3 separate regions of the Pan troglodytes genome follow, and all the other regions are linked to region 3. A link is a contact called in public HiChIP or PLAC-seq data. All regions are on one chromosome and are shown on one strand. The core of a region is the stretch at or near the end of the contact, and the rest is flanking DNA. Distances in the headings are between cores, read along the strand shown.

What was found. HiChIP or PLAC-seq counts read pairs in DNA pulled down with a chosen protein or histone mark.
Region 1: a contact with region 3 is called in an H3K4me3 HiChIP or PLAC-seq map of stem cell-derived excitatory neurons, with 7 times the contacts expected there. The contact joins the promoter of STK10 here to the promoter of FGF18 in region 3. A contact is called at or near these places in 1 of 7 Hi-C or Micro-C datasets (stem cell-derived neural progenitor cells) and 1 of 1 datasets of contacts at active chromatin or transcription factors (stem cell-derived excitatory neurons).
Region 2: a contact with region 3 is called in an H3K4me3 HiChIP or PLAC-seq map of stem cell-derived excitatory neurons, with 5 times the contacts expected there. The contact joins the promoter of UBTD2 here to the promoter of FGF18 in region 3. A contact is called at or near these places in 1 of 7 Hi-C or Micro-C datasets (stem cell-derived neural progenitor cells) and 1 of 1 datasets of contacts at active chromatin or transcription factors (stem cell-derived excitatory neurons).

The regions. Positions count from the first base shown.
Region 1 is chr4:169,848,359-169,852,691 of NHGRI_mPanTro3-v2.0_pri, reverse strand. It overlaps STK10 (serine/threonine kinase 10), which reads left to right and starts at 2,705. Exons shown (of 19, transcript XM_016954200.4): 1 at 2,705-3,177. The coding sequence starts at 3,022.
Region 2 is chr4:169,945,434-169,949,502 of NHGRI_mPanTro3-v2.0_pri, reverse strand. UBTD2 (ubiquitin domain containing 2) reads left to right here and starts at 2,627. Exons shown (of 3, transcript XM_016954201.4): 1 at 2,627-3,124. The coding sequence starts at 3,055.
Region 3 is chr4:169,073,625-169,078,196 of NHGRI_mPanTro3-v2.0_pri, reverse strand. FGF18 (fibroblast growth factor 18) reads right to left here and starts at 2,660. Exons shown (of 5, transcript XM_016954191.4): 1 at 2,076-2,660; 2 at 1,864-1,900. The coding sequence starts at 2,107.

The sequences.
Region 1 (4,333 bases), core at 1,456-3,955, 770 kb before region 3:
CATGTTGCCCAGGCTGGTCTCGAACTCCTGACCTCAGGTGATTCACCCGCCTCAGCCTCCCAACGTGCTGGGATTACAGGCATGAGCCACTGTGCCCGGCCTGATTCTTGATTTGATTTCTTTATTGGTTACTAGTTTATTTAGGTTTTTATTTCTTATTGAAATTATCTTTTACCTATCATTTATATTTTCTTCTCAATAATTACCCATTTTATGTAAATTAAAACATTTATTCACATACATTTGTCTAAAATATCACTTTATGATTATCAAAATATCTACAGTATCTAATATGATGTTCTCTTTTCATTTTTTATTTCTTCCAGTGAATATTTCTTTCTTGCACCAATTATTTTTTTTTCTTTTCTTTTTTTTTTTTGAGACGGAGTCTTGCTCTGTTGCTCAGGCTAGATGGAGTGCAATGGTATGATCTCGGCTCACTGCAACCTCCATCTTCTGGGTTCAAGTGATTCTTCTGCCTCAGCCTCCCAAGTAGCTTGGGTTACAGGCGTGCACCACCCCGCCCGGGTAAGTTTTGTATTTTTCGTAGAGCTGGGGTTTTGCCATGTTGGCCAGGCTGGTCTTGAACTCCTAACCTCAGGTGATCCACCCAGCTTGGCCTCCCAAAGTGCTGGGATTACAGGTGTGAGCCACCGTGCCCGACCCTTTTTTTCTTTTTCTTTGACTAGTCTTGTCTATTAGTTATTTCAAAGAAGTAGCTTTGATTCTATTGAACCTCAATGTATTTCTTACAATGCTATTGAGGTATAATTTACACATAAAATTCATCCATTTACAAAAATGAAAGTTTAAAATTCAATTATTTTTGGCAAATTTACCAAATTATGAAATTGTCACCATTGTGCAGTTTTAGGACATTTTCATCACCCCAATTAGACTGTTTATTGTTCATGTACAGTTAATTCCCATTTCACACCTAGCTCCAGGCAACCATTAATCTACTTTCTGTCTGTATGGATTTGCCTTTTCCAGACATTTCATATAAATGGAAATTTATAGAACACAGGGCCTTTTGTGTCTGGCTTCTTTGACTTAGTGTTATTGAATGAATGAACCTCTCCATTTTTCTTTCCCTTCCTCCCTCCCTCCCTCCCTTCCTTCCTTCCCTCCCTCCCTCCCTCTTTCTCTCTCCTTCTCTTCCTTTCCTTTTTCTTTCTCTCTTTCTTCCTTTCCTTTCCCTTTCTCTTTCTTTCTTTCTCTCTTTCTCTGTTTCCTTTCTCTCTCTCTCTCTTTCTCTCGCTTGCTTGCTTTTCTGGAGCTCTCAGAGCTGGTCAGAGCCCTCCAGGCCTACAGCTTTCGTGGAGTCAGAGCCTTCATCTCCTAGTATGGAAGCAACCCTCTTGGTCTCCCCACCCGCTTCGTACAGTTGGCCAAATGGTCTGAAACAAATGAAAGACCTGCCTTTCAGCATGTTTTGGGAGGTTCAGACAGCGCCTGACTCAATGAGAACGGTCAGCGACGAGCGGCATTTCCTTCTTTTAAAGACCCTCTACAATTCCAGGCACTCCTGCAGCTGTGGAAACATTCCGAACGGCTTAGCAACCTTTAGTCAGGACACCCTCTGCGCCGACCACTACCAGCATCGCAGGCTTCTTGAGCTGGCCTTCCCAGTGGAAAACCATGCTTGGTGTTTGCACACTGCTCAAAGGATGTTTTCGAACAAAGCACCGAGGAAGGGGCGAAAACACCTCAACACAGCCGTTCTCTGGGGTTGGAGCTATTGAAGTGTGACATTTGCGAAGACTCAACTTGTTTATGACACGGTCCAAATAATAACCCTTGCAGACTGCCCGCCCCACCCGCCCCCCAGCACTCTCCTTAGATTCAGGTAAAAGCATGTTATAACCGTCTATAGGACAAACAGGCAACAGTAGCAGTGAAGTGACTCAAGTAGCCAGGATCGAGAATGAAGGTGCTCAAAGAAGACTAGTTTGATCTGTATGTAGTGCGCTCATCTTTTTTGAAACTAGGAAATTAAAAATTAGAATAAAGTTTTTATTTAATATGCAAATACATCCGCAAACCCATCAGGAAACATAAGAGAAATCAGTGCCAAAGGAGCTCTTTCTCCCAGCCCTCTAATCCTGGCAGGTTTGTGGATCGCGGACGGGGAGCCCCTGGAAAGGACCGCGCCGGGAAGCCGGGCCCTGCAGGGACTGGCCGCGGCTGCACCGGCGTTGCCCGTCGCACACTAGGAGGCAGCACCGCGCCGAGGAACCCGCAGCAGACGGGCAGCCAGCGTGTGTGCCTGGGGCGAGTGCCCTCGCCTGCCGGCGTCCCCATCGGAAAAGTGGGGGCGAGGGCAGCCTAGCGGAATAGCTGCGGGAGGATTAAATGAACGAGTGCAGGTTCACCTTCTGGGCGCTGACAACGATCCGTGGGCTCTCGCGAAATGCCAAGTCGCCGTCCCGCTTGCTCCCACAAAAGTTTTGGGAGCCACGCGGCGCGGCTGGCGGGCTCCTGAGTCCATGAGCGGTCCCACCGAGCGGTCCCCGAAGCTTCCCCAAAGCCCAGCCCGCGGCTCGCGGAGCGTGGTGTGGGGGGACTACAGTTTCCAGAGTGCCCTGCGGCGACGGGCGGAGCCGGGGAGCGCCCGCAGCCAATTAGGGGGTCCCGGGGCTCTGCCGGGGAGCGGCAGGTGGAGCCGGGCCGGTGGGCGGGCGCGGGGACGGTCCCCTGGAACGGGTCCGAGGCTCTCGCAGGCAGGGCTGGGCCGGGCAGGAGCTGCGAGGCCGGCACAAGGGAGGCGGCCCTGGGGACCTGACAGGGCGAGGGCGGGGGCGGGGACGCCGCCGCCTGCGCGGTTCCGGGTGCTCCCGGCGCGGCGCTGCCCAGGGCACACTTGACCGAGGTCGGGCTGCGGGGAAGGGCGGGTCTGGGGAGAACCCCGAGAGACGCGGCGTCCTCCAACTCCTCCTCCTTCTCCTCGCGGCCGCCGAAGCCACAGCCCGAGCCCGAGCCCGAGCCCGAGCCCGAGCCGGCGCCACCGCGCCCCCGGCCATGGCTTTTGCCAATTTCCGCCGCATCCTGCGTCTGTCTACCTTCGAGAAGAGAAAGTCCCGCGAATATGAGCACGTCCGCCGCGACCTGGACCCCAACGAGGTGTGGGAGATCGTGGGCGAGCTGGGCGACGGCGCCTTCGGCAAGGTTTACAAGGTGAGGGCGCTGAGGTGGGTGGCCGGACGCGCGTCGAGGGGCTCCGGAAGGAAGGGATGCCTGACCCGGACCCGGCCAGCCTGGCTCCGGCTCCGAGGGCTGCCCGGCGCTGAATTCGGGGTCCCTGGCCCTCATCCCGATGACTCCTGTTTTTTGGGGGGAACATCACTCGGCCCGGCCGAGTCCCTGCGCTCTGGGCGCCCCCTCCGGGCACGGTTGCCGCCCCCACCCTAGCCCTGTTTCGGAGCACTTCCTGTGTGTCCTGCACTGCGCTCGGCGCCGCACGAGGAGACAAAGGGGCGTTGACAGGACCTCAGCATCCGAGAGGGCCACTCGAGGGACCTTCCAGGGACGTTCCGTAAAACGGCGATACGGGCACACTTTTTTTTTTAGAGAGACCACACAGATGCTGTGGGAATATCGAGGCGATGTGGACCGAGAAACTCGGCTGCGCTTGGACGGGCTGGGAGCTAGGGACACATCTGAAGATGAGCCAGAGACAGGGAAGTGGGGTGGGCGAGGGGTGGCCCATGGACTGAGAGGTGGGGCTTGGAAAGGTGGGTTGGGGCTGGGCAGAGGGGGAGGTCAGGATCTGGTGAATGCTGAGCCTGGGGGAACAGATTTGATTCCGTCGGTCTGAGTCACAGCTGGGGAGTCTCCCAGCCTGCAGTCACCTCTCCCCTAGAGGAAGACGCGGCAGAGAGCTTTTGTGGAGTGGGTGGGGCACAGCTGATTGAGTCTAGAGAAGTGTGGCAGCAGGACGTTGGTTTCTGCTCCTGGGAGCTAATTCTGAGGTGGTGAGTTGTTTTAGGGAGCCAACACCTACAGCTTGACTCCCCCCTTTCCCCTAAGAAAATTTTTACTGGGAGACTCCTACTTGTTAAATTGGTGTATACCTCCAGGAGAGCACCTCTCTTCTAAGCCACTATCCTCCTCCTTGGGGCTCCTGTAGCTTGTAGGCCACTCTGACCCTAGGATTGTCGTTCTATGAGGCTGGACCACAGAGAAGGCTTCTCCAGGCCTTCTCCTCTGACTTGGAAGTGGTCTATCGCCTAGTTACCGAAGTAGTTCCTAGATGACCGGTGTTATAATAGCATCATTTGGGAGCTTGTTAGAAGTGAACAATCTCAGGCCCAGCCCCGACCTGCTGAATTAG
Region 2 (4,069 bases), core at 1,378-3,877, 870 kb before region 3:
ATGGAGTCTCGCTCTGTTGCCCAGGCTGGAGTGCAGTGGCGCGATGTCTGCTTACTGCAAGCTCCGCCTTCCGGGTTCACGCCATTCTCCTGCCTCAGCCTCCTGAGTAGCTGGGACTACAGGCGCCTGCCACCATGCCCGGCTAATTTTTTGTATTTTTAGTAGAGACGGGGTTTCACCATGTTAGCCAGGATGGTCTCGATCTCCTGACCTGGTGATCCGCCTGCCTCGGCCTCCCAAAGTGCTGGGATTACAGGCGTGAGGCACCACGCCCAGCCTAATTTTTGTATTTTTAATAAAGGTGGGATTTCACCATATTGGCCAGGCTGGCCTCCAACTCCTGACCTCGTGATCCGCCCGCCTCGGCCTCCCAGAGTGCTAGGATTACAGGCATGAACCACCGTGCCCGGCCAAACTTTCTTTTTTCTTTTTTTGAGACAGGGTCTCGCTCTGTCACCCACACTGGAGTGCAGTGGCGCGATCACAGCTCACTGTAGCCTCCACCTCTCTGGATTCAGGTAATTCTCCCACCTCAGCCCCCTGAGTAGCTGGGACTACAGGCGCTCACCACCACGCCCCGCTAATTTTTAAAATTTTTTCGTAGAGACAGGGTCTCCCTATGTTGCTCAGGCTGGTCTGAAACAGCTGGGCTCAAGTGAGCTTCCCACCTCAGCCTCCCAAGGTGCTGGGATCACAGGCGTGAGCCACCATGCCTGGCAGAAACTTCAGACCATATAGCTAGTACACGATGGAAGCCAGATTCCAATCCAGGAAGTTAATAGCCAAGCTGGGGCCCTGACTGCGACACTACTCTGCCTCCTGGGAAATGTGTCTCTAAGATAAAGGCAGGGTGGAGAACATCTATTGCTGAGAATCTCTCCCCGAGACTGCTCTCTCTTCCTAGTGCCAACTCCTCAGTGCTCATCGGAGAGCCCTCATCATTTGGGTGCCTACCATCTGTTTAATAGACATCGTGGAAGTCTTGGTTTCTGCAATTTCTAGAGTGAAATTCAGGACAAAGCAATCTCTTTGCAAATATTCAGCATGCAGCTTCTCTTCTTCAGGGAAGTGATGAAGTGATGTGTCTGCCAACGTGTATAGTTAGTTGAAAATGATCAGACAGAAGGCTTTGTGACACAGCCCCTGATGTCAGAGCAACCTCTGAAAACTCATAATAACATCGATGGCATAAGCTCTTTTTGGAATGTTCAGGACCACAACTGAGGACAATACTAATTCTTCAGGATGAGTTTAATATAGCAGATTTCTATATCTCACGACATTTCTGTGTTTTAACCTAAGTGTAGGTTTTGCTTGTCTACTGTCTTTTTATCAAATGAATACAGAGATCTAAATCTTTGTATAATATCTTGATCTATTTCTGTGAGCTAGATTTCCAGATGTGGAATAATCCCGAGTCAAAGGATATGAACATTTTTAAGGCTCTTGATCTGCATTGCCAAATTGCTTTGCAAAAAAGATTGAACCAATTTACACTCCCACCAGCAGTGTATGAGAATATATTTAAATGCAAATCCCAAGCTGCAGAGCATCTCTTTCTTAGGTATTTCAACTTAAAAAATTTCTTTTCGTGCTAAGCAAAAGCTGACCCAGGATGTTAAAAAAAGAAAGTCTGATATAAAAATGGAGCCGATAGTTAAAACAGCTTCTTAGGCAGAAATAAGCTTCAGAAAGGCCCAAGCAGGATGATAACAATTTTAAGGCATCATAGCACGAAGCACAATTCTAAAGGGACCATTAACAATTTGGCTGAGATTGGAAAAGTAACCGCCAAGAATGTTGGGCGTGGTCAATGTCCCAAATTCTAGATTCGAAAAGGCAGGGTGTTTCACTCATTTACACTTCACTTTGGCCTAAGGACGATTTAAGATACCCAAAGGCAGGATCTTGATAAGTAGTATTGTTTGAATCATTAATCCCGTGAAAATGAAAGAAACCCACGCCCCCTGAACTAAGGTCAGCGTTTATCTCTTCTTTCCAGGCGTTCCATCAGGACGCCTCGCCTCTAATCTCAGTTTGGTTTGCCACAACCACTGCCTCCACCCCTAATAATGGGGCCCCATGATTTTAGGGAAGACGGGGGTGGGCAGGCAAGAGGAAGCCCAGATTCGGGGTACCAACCCACGGAGCGCCATACAAATTCAAAGGGCGCTGGGACCTCAAGGTTCGGCCAGGACACTCTCCCCCGAGCCCCCGTTATTTGGGAAACCGCCCCGTCCCCGCCTGCGAGTCTTCCACGACTACTTCTCGGTTCCCCCGTGCGACCCGCTTCCACCAGCAAGAAGGAGCCGACGGCCGAGGAGCCAGGAACTCGATTTCGCCCCTTCCCACTCCTCTTTTCTCACTTTTGTTCGGCTTTTCCTGCTTTCCCTCCCTTCTTCCCTCTCCTTTCTTCTTCCCGTCCTCCCTCTCTCCTCCTCCCCTCGCCTCCAGTCCTCCCCCCGCCTCCAGTCCTCCCCCCACCTAGCCCCCTGCGTCCCCTCCCCCGCCTCACCCTCGCCCCGCTCCGCTCGCAGCCCCGCCCGCAGCCAATCAGAGCGCGGCCTCCGGTGGCCCCGCCCTTCTCCGGCGATTCCGGGCGGGCCGGGCCGAGCCCAGGCCGAGCCCAGGCCGTGGGTGCGGAGGGCGGCGCCGCGGGGCGGGGGCCGATGGGTCCTGGCGGACGCGAGGCGCCGGCGCGGGGCTCGCCTGGACTCGGGTGTGCGGGGCTGTGAGGGGGCGAGGCGGGCGCTGCGGCCCGCCCGGGATGGGCCAGCCCTGGCCTGGCGGGGCTGAGCCGACGGCGAGGGCGGCGCGCGGGCCAGGCCTGCCGGGCGGGCGGCCCGGGGGTTGAGGTAGAAGTGGGCGCGGAGGAAGGGGCCGAGCCAAGGCGGTGGGTGGAGCGGCGAGGGGGGCGGAGGCTGGGCCGCGGCGGGCGAGCGGAGCGGCGCGCCTGTCCGGAGCTCGGCGGTGGCGCCGGAGGAGGCTGCAGCGGCGGCGGCGGCGGGCCCGGACGAGCGTCCGGAGGTGGCGGACGAGGCGCCGGGGGCCCCCATGGGCGGGTGTGTGGGCGCCCAGCACGACTCCTCGGGCAGCCTCAACGAGAACTCGGAGGGCACCGGAGGTAGGTGAGCGCCAGGGGGCAGCCTCGGCCCCCCATTGTTCCCGGCCAGGCCCGGCCACCTGTCCCGACCCCCGCGGGCCGCGCCGGGCCCCCGCGCCCCTTTGTCATCCCCTCTTCCACGTCATTCCCCGCGCTCCGCTTCCGGCTGCCCTGCCAGCCGCGGGGGTCGCCCCTTCCCACCCCAGCCCCGAAGAAAAGTCCTCTGAGCGCCGGGGACGTAGCCCTTGGCCTCGCCGACCGCCCCGCTCGGCTCAGGGAAGTCGGACCCGAAGCTGCCCTTCTGGCCACCTCACTCCCTCTCCAGGCCGTTTAATTATTGAGGATCAGGATGGCGGCGCCGGGGTTGCAGAAAAGCGAATTGATGGCGGGGGGAGGGAGCTTGATGCGTTCCCTCCGACGGGCCCCGCCACATCTTTCCGCACCCTTCCTTGTTCTGTGGAGTTGGCTGGTCTCAGCTTTCCTGAGTTTCAGATGACAGCTGCCCCGGTTGGTTCCAAATTGGCCATTTAAACCTGCGAGTTTCTGGAGCTCGGCTGGAGGAGTCTCCAGTGGCCGCAGGCATTGTATTAAGGAGGGGTGGGGAAACGGTCTTCCCGGGTAAAACGTGGCTCCTTGCTACAGCTTGGGGGTGTTAGGCCGGTGTGCTGTCGGGGTGGGCTAATCAAATTCCCATCTGTCTTAAGTAGAAGGAAAATATGTAGGATAAAAGTACAAATGCAGTTGGACCCTGACTTACCCCAGTAAGATCAGTACTTTAAAAGTTTTCTAACACGGGAGCGCACTCCTACTTTATAGTAAAAGCGTGCTGAGGATAGGTATTTTAATTCAATCAGTAGTAGTTGTAGTATGGCAGTATAATAATAAAATTAGTTCTATCTTTAAGTGACCTTTGGTTACGTCCATTCTGTAGAATATTTTAGTTATAAACAGCCTTTAGGCAAAGAT
Region 3 (4,572 bases), core at 1,411-3,910:
GCTGCCTCTTGACCTAACCAGGGCAGACCACCCAGCTCTTTCCCAAGATGCTGGCTCTAGCTCTGGCCAGGAGGTGGAGGTGGGATGCAGAGTCCACACTCCCTCCCTCCAGCTCCCACGGAGAACACAAAGACCACACAGCAGCCCCTTCTGGGCCCTACTTCAAGAAGAACCAACAGCAGCAGGCATCCAGAGGCTTGAGCCACACATCCGCAGGCCTCCCTGCTGCTCCTTGCCCATTTCATCCCTCCTGCCCCCAGGCACAGCACTCTGGAAAAGAGCTCTTGCCCAGGTCAGACAAGCAGACCCCCTGGAGTGACCCCGGGGCCTGCCCTCTGCTTGGGGACTCAGCTGCAGACCAGGCAGGCCATGCCTGGCACTGGTCTCCCTCTTTGACACCAGCCATTCCCCACCCCCACCCCCACCCCCATCACCACACAGGTCACATCTGCTTTGGCAAACAGCCAGTCTTAAGTTACTGACTCCAGTTATATTGATTCAAGGAGTCACTGGGGACCCCAGCCTGGCCAACAGGAGGAAAGAACCCATCAGTCCGTCCACCCTTCCATCCCCAAGCCCCACTGGATGCCCCCAGCTCAGTGCCTATCAGGAGGGTAACAACCCTCTCCTGGGCGTGGAAGGAAGATAGCAGGCCCACCACCGCCAAACACTGCGAGTGGCTGTTGAGTCGCGCAGTGCTCAAGGCACACAACACTCCTTGAACCAGAAAACAGGGAGAACCACCAATTTCCTGTGCTCAAGGCTCGCTCTGGGGATCTCCACAATCCAGAAGGCTAAGGTCTAAGAATCTTCTCTAATCCCGGAAAGCCACCTGCCTTCCACCGAGGGGGAAGGGTCAGACAACCCTCTTTTGGCCTGTGTCCAGTTCCTCCTGGCCTGGCCCCTTGCAGCACTAGGTGGGTGGGGGCTTGGGGAGCTGACGCTTCCTATTCCCTTTGCCCGCCGCCCCCCCACCCCCACCATGCAGAGGCAACCCTGGTCTGGTTCTAATCGGGGCTGAAGTCGGCTCCCTTTTTCGCTCTTCTCTCTCCCTCCCCCCAACCCTTTTTCCTTCATTTCTACGGCTTTGGAAGCCAGAGCGTTCCAACTGTCTGCGTGCCAAGACCTTCCCGAGTCTGAAAGCTGCTGAAGTAACAGATCAGATTTTAGCAAGTGCTTTCCAGGCTGAGCGCCAAGCCCTCTTCTGATTCACGGAGAGCGAGCGAACGGGGAGCAGGCGGGGAACCAACGAGGGCTGCACCACCTTAGGCGAGGGAGTGCGGAGCGCGGCCCATCCGGGAGCGGCCTCGCGGGCAGCGGCCACTCGGCCTAGGCGCCCTCGAGCTTCCCCTCGTCCCGGGCATGTGTGTGTGTCTGTGTGTGTGTCTCAGTGCTGCAAGCGCCTTCAAAACCACAGAGTAATTTACAACTGAAGCTTTCTCCCTGGACTCGAAATCCACTCGGCTGAAAGTCTTTTTGTTTGGAAGCGGCGATGTTAAGGGAAGGTTGGCAGAGAAAATCCCTAGGTCCTACCCCTCGCTGGCTGCGGGCAGGGGTCTTAGAGCTGGGTATATTGCTGCGGCTGAGCCCGCCGGCTCTGCGGGATCTCCTCCCAGCCGAGGCCGACAGTGGCCGCGACAGCCAGCGCCTCCTCGGGCCCCGCGACAGAGCCCCTTGCCCTTGGCCGGTTCCCCGCCGGCGCAGGGCGCACGCGGAGCCGCCCTTCCGAGCCCTGGGAACAGGTGCACTGGGCTCGGCGCCCAGGAGGGGTGGGGCACAGGGAGGGGGCGCGGCCGGGGAAGGGGGGTCGGCGTGTACCGCGAGGCAGGGGCGGGAGGAGGTCAAAGTCAGGAGCCCACGTACCTGTACCTGGAAGCACAGCAGCAGGAAGTGTAAACACCTGCGGGAAACAGATGGAGAAGCGGTCAGTGGGACCTGAGGAAGGGGGCGCACGGACAGACAGACACGCAGTCGAAGAGTCAGGCGAACCGACGGGCGGGCAGACAGAGGTACAGGGCACAGGCATACGAACAGACAGCCAGGCAAGGTGGGCAGCCCCGCGCGCGGGCGCTTACAGGCAAGTGCAGGCGGAGGGCGCTGAATACATCGCTGGGCGGGAGGGAGGCGGCGGCTCCTAGCCCAGCCTGCACATGTCCGCTCCGCGCGGCCGGGACCGGGCGCCTCCGCCGCCGCCGCCGCCGCCGCCGCCGCTGCTGCTGCTCCCTCCTCGCCGGCTGCTGCTGCTGCAGACTCTGCTGCTCCGGGGCGCTCCGCGGCGCGCCCTGCGGCATCAGCGCCCCGCGCGGCTCCTCCCGAGCGCTGCGCCCTCCGGGCTGGCGCAGGGGCTGCGGGGCGGCAGCCGCTGTGCAGGAGGCGCCTGGCCGGTGCGGGGAAGCTCGCTCACTGCTGGCCGGCCGGCCGTCCGGGCGTCCGTGGGAGGCTGGCTGCCCGGCTCAGTCCGGGGACAGCATGCGCGGCGGGTCTGGAAGCCGAGTTGCGCTCTCCGGCCCGGGCGCGGAGCTGCGTGGGGCCAGGGGTCAGCGCTCCGGGGTCGGGGCGCGCGGCTGCAGCGCGAAAGCGTCACGGCCGCTCCGTCTGGGCGCCCGCCGGCTCATGTCTCCTCCTCCGCGTCTCTCCGGCCGTGCGCATCGCCGCCTCCCACCACTGGCGGCGGCCGGGGCGTTTTCTACGCGCGGGCGGCGAGGGGGCGGGGGGCCGGGGGCGGGCCCGGGCCCGAGCCGGCACAATGAGGATGCGGGGCCTGGGGGCTCCCCCCTCGGGGCGCGGCCGGACGGGCGCTCAGCTCGCCTGGGTGCGCCCAGCCCACATCAAAGGCGGCCCTGCCTGCTCGCCTGCCTGCCGCGGCCTCTCGCTGCCTCCTCCTCCTTCTGGCGGCTCGGGGTTGGAGGGGAGGCGCTCAGACTCTCGGAGACGGGACCGGCAGCTCCGAAGGGGCAGGACCCGCGAGACTGAAGCTGGTGAGCGCTGGAAGCCGTCGGAGCTCTGCGCCCGAGCGCAGTGACCGCTCCTCCGCGCAAACGTTGCCCAAATTGGGCAGGCGATGCTCCCCAAGAACGCAGTTAGGTACGGAACGTCCTCACCTGCCCACATTCGCTACTCGCACTCACTCACCAGCGCTCTAGTGGAGAGCCGAGAGGGGCGGGTCAAACCCAGCCCCGGGGCGGCTCCACTGAATGGGGGTCGCTTTTACCCGCCCTGTGATCGTGGAGTTTCCCAGCCACCCTCTTGACTGGCTACCCACATAAGTGAGCCCCCTTCCTCTTCTTACGTCCCTGCCGCTGCGAAGGGGGCTCCGGGGCATCTCTCCTTCCCACCCCTCGCCCCCTCCGGGGCTCTGGGGTCGGTTCACGGGATCCCAGCTGGACTGTCCCGTAGGCGAGCCAGCTTTGGAAACACACGGCTACCACCAAGCGGCCCCGAGACGTCACTGCAACCCCAGCACGGACGGCTGCACGCCGGGGAGCAGCCAGCAGGACTCTGGTCAGCGACCACGCTGAGGCCCTCTTCCGGCCTCCTCCCAAAACCGGACTAAGACTTGCCTCCGTTTGCATACCAGGCAGCTTCGTTCCTTTGACCAGGGCCCCATTCAGGACACTGGTTCTTACCGCCTCTGCCCCTTCCAGAGGCATAACTCCTGTCCTTCCCACCAACCCCAAAACGTAGGTGTTCTTGTCACGTACCTGCCTCACTGTCTAGAGCTGGTGTCAGCCAAGCTCTGCTTGGGCCTGATGCTAAGGAAAATAGGTCACAGTGAGAAAGACGCTGGAGTACAGGCTCAAGCAAAACTCAGGAATCTGGACTATTTGGTCAAAGCCTCCTTGCGTTGGCAATGGTTGATGGTCCACTAGAGCATAAACTGAGGTAGGACTGTCGAACAGTGCTATTTCCTGAAGCCATGAATATAAAACATTAGTAATTGTTCCAAATATCAGGCCTCCTTGCAAGCTATTTTAAGTTCCCTTTCAAAGCTGAGGCTATTTTAAACAGATAGCCTCTGTTTCAACATCGGACACAAGTGCAGAAAACCTTTTCAAAACCAGGTGCTGAGGGGGAAAATTCCTGCATGAAGCTTTTAAGCTGAATTTACTTAGACATTCTGATTGCCAGAGCTGGACTTGCAGAGTTACTCGTAACTTCCCAAGTTCTGGAGAAAATGAATCGATCCCAAGATAGGATGCAATGACCAACCATAAATAGAAATGGACAGAAATGCTCCCACCGATGACCTGAGTCATTGCCGCCGTCTTTGATCTTGCTTTATAGGAAGATTGACAAACCCAGTCGAGGAGTTTTTGGCTTACCATCTGCTAGTTTGAAGTATCTCCTGGCTAAGAATCATGCTTCCAATTTTCTATATTGTTACTATTTTTTATTACTTGTGAATGGAATGGGTATATAATTATTTATACCCTATCTAAAATGCTTGCAGTATTTTTCAATGCTCAAAGTATATTTGCCAATCTCACCTACCAAACAAATCAGACTGACCAAAAAGTCCAGCCAAGAGAACAGTTCTGAGTAAGAGCATAAACTCAGGAGTCAGAAGTACTG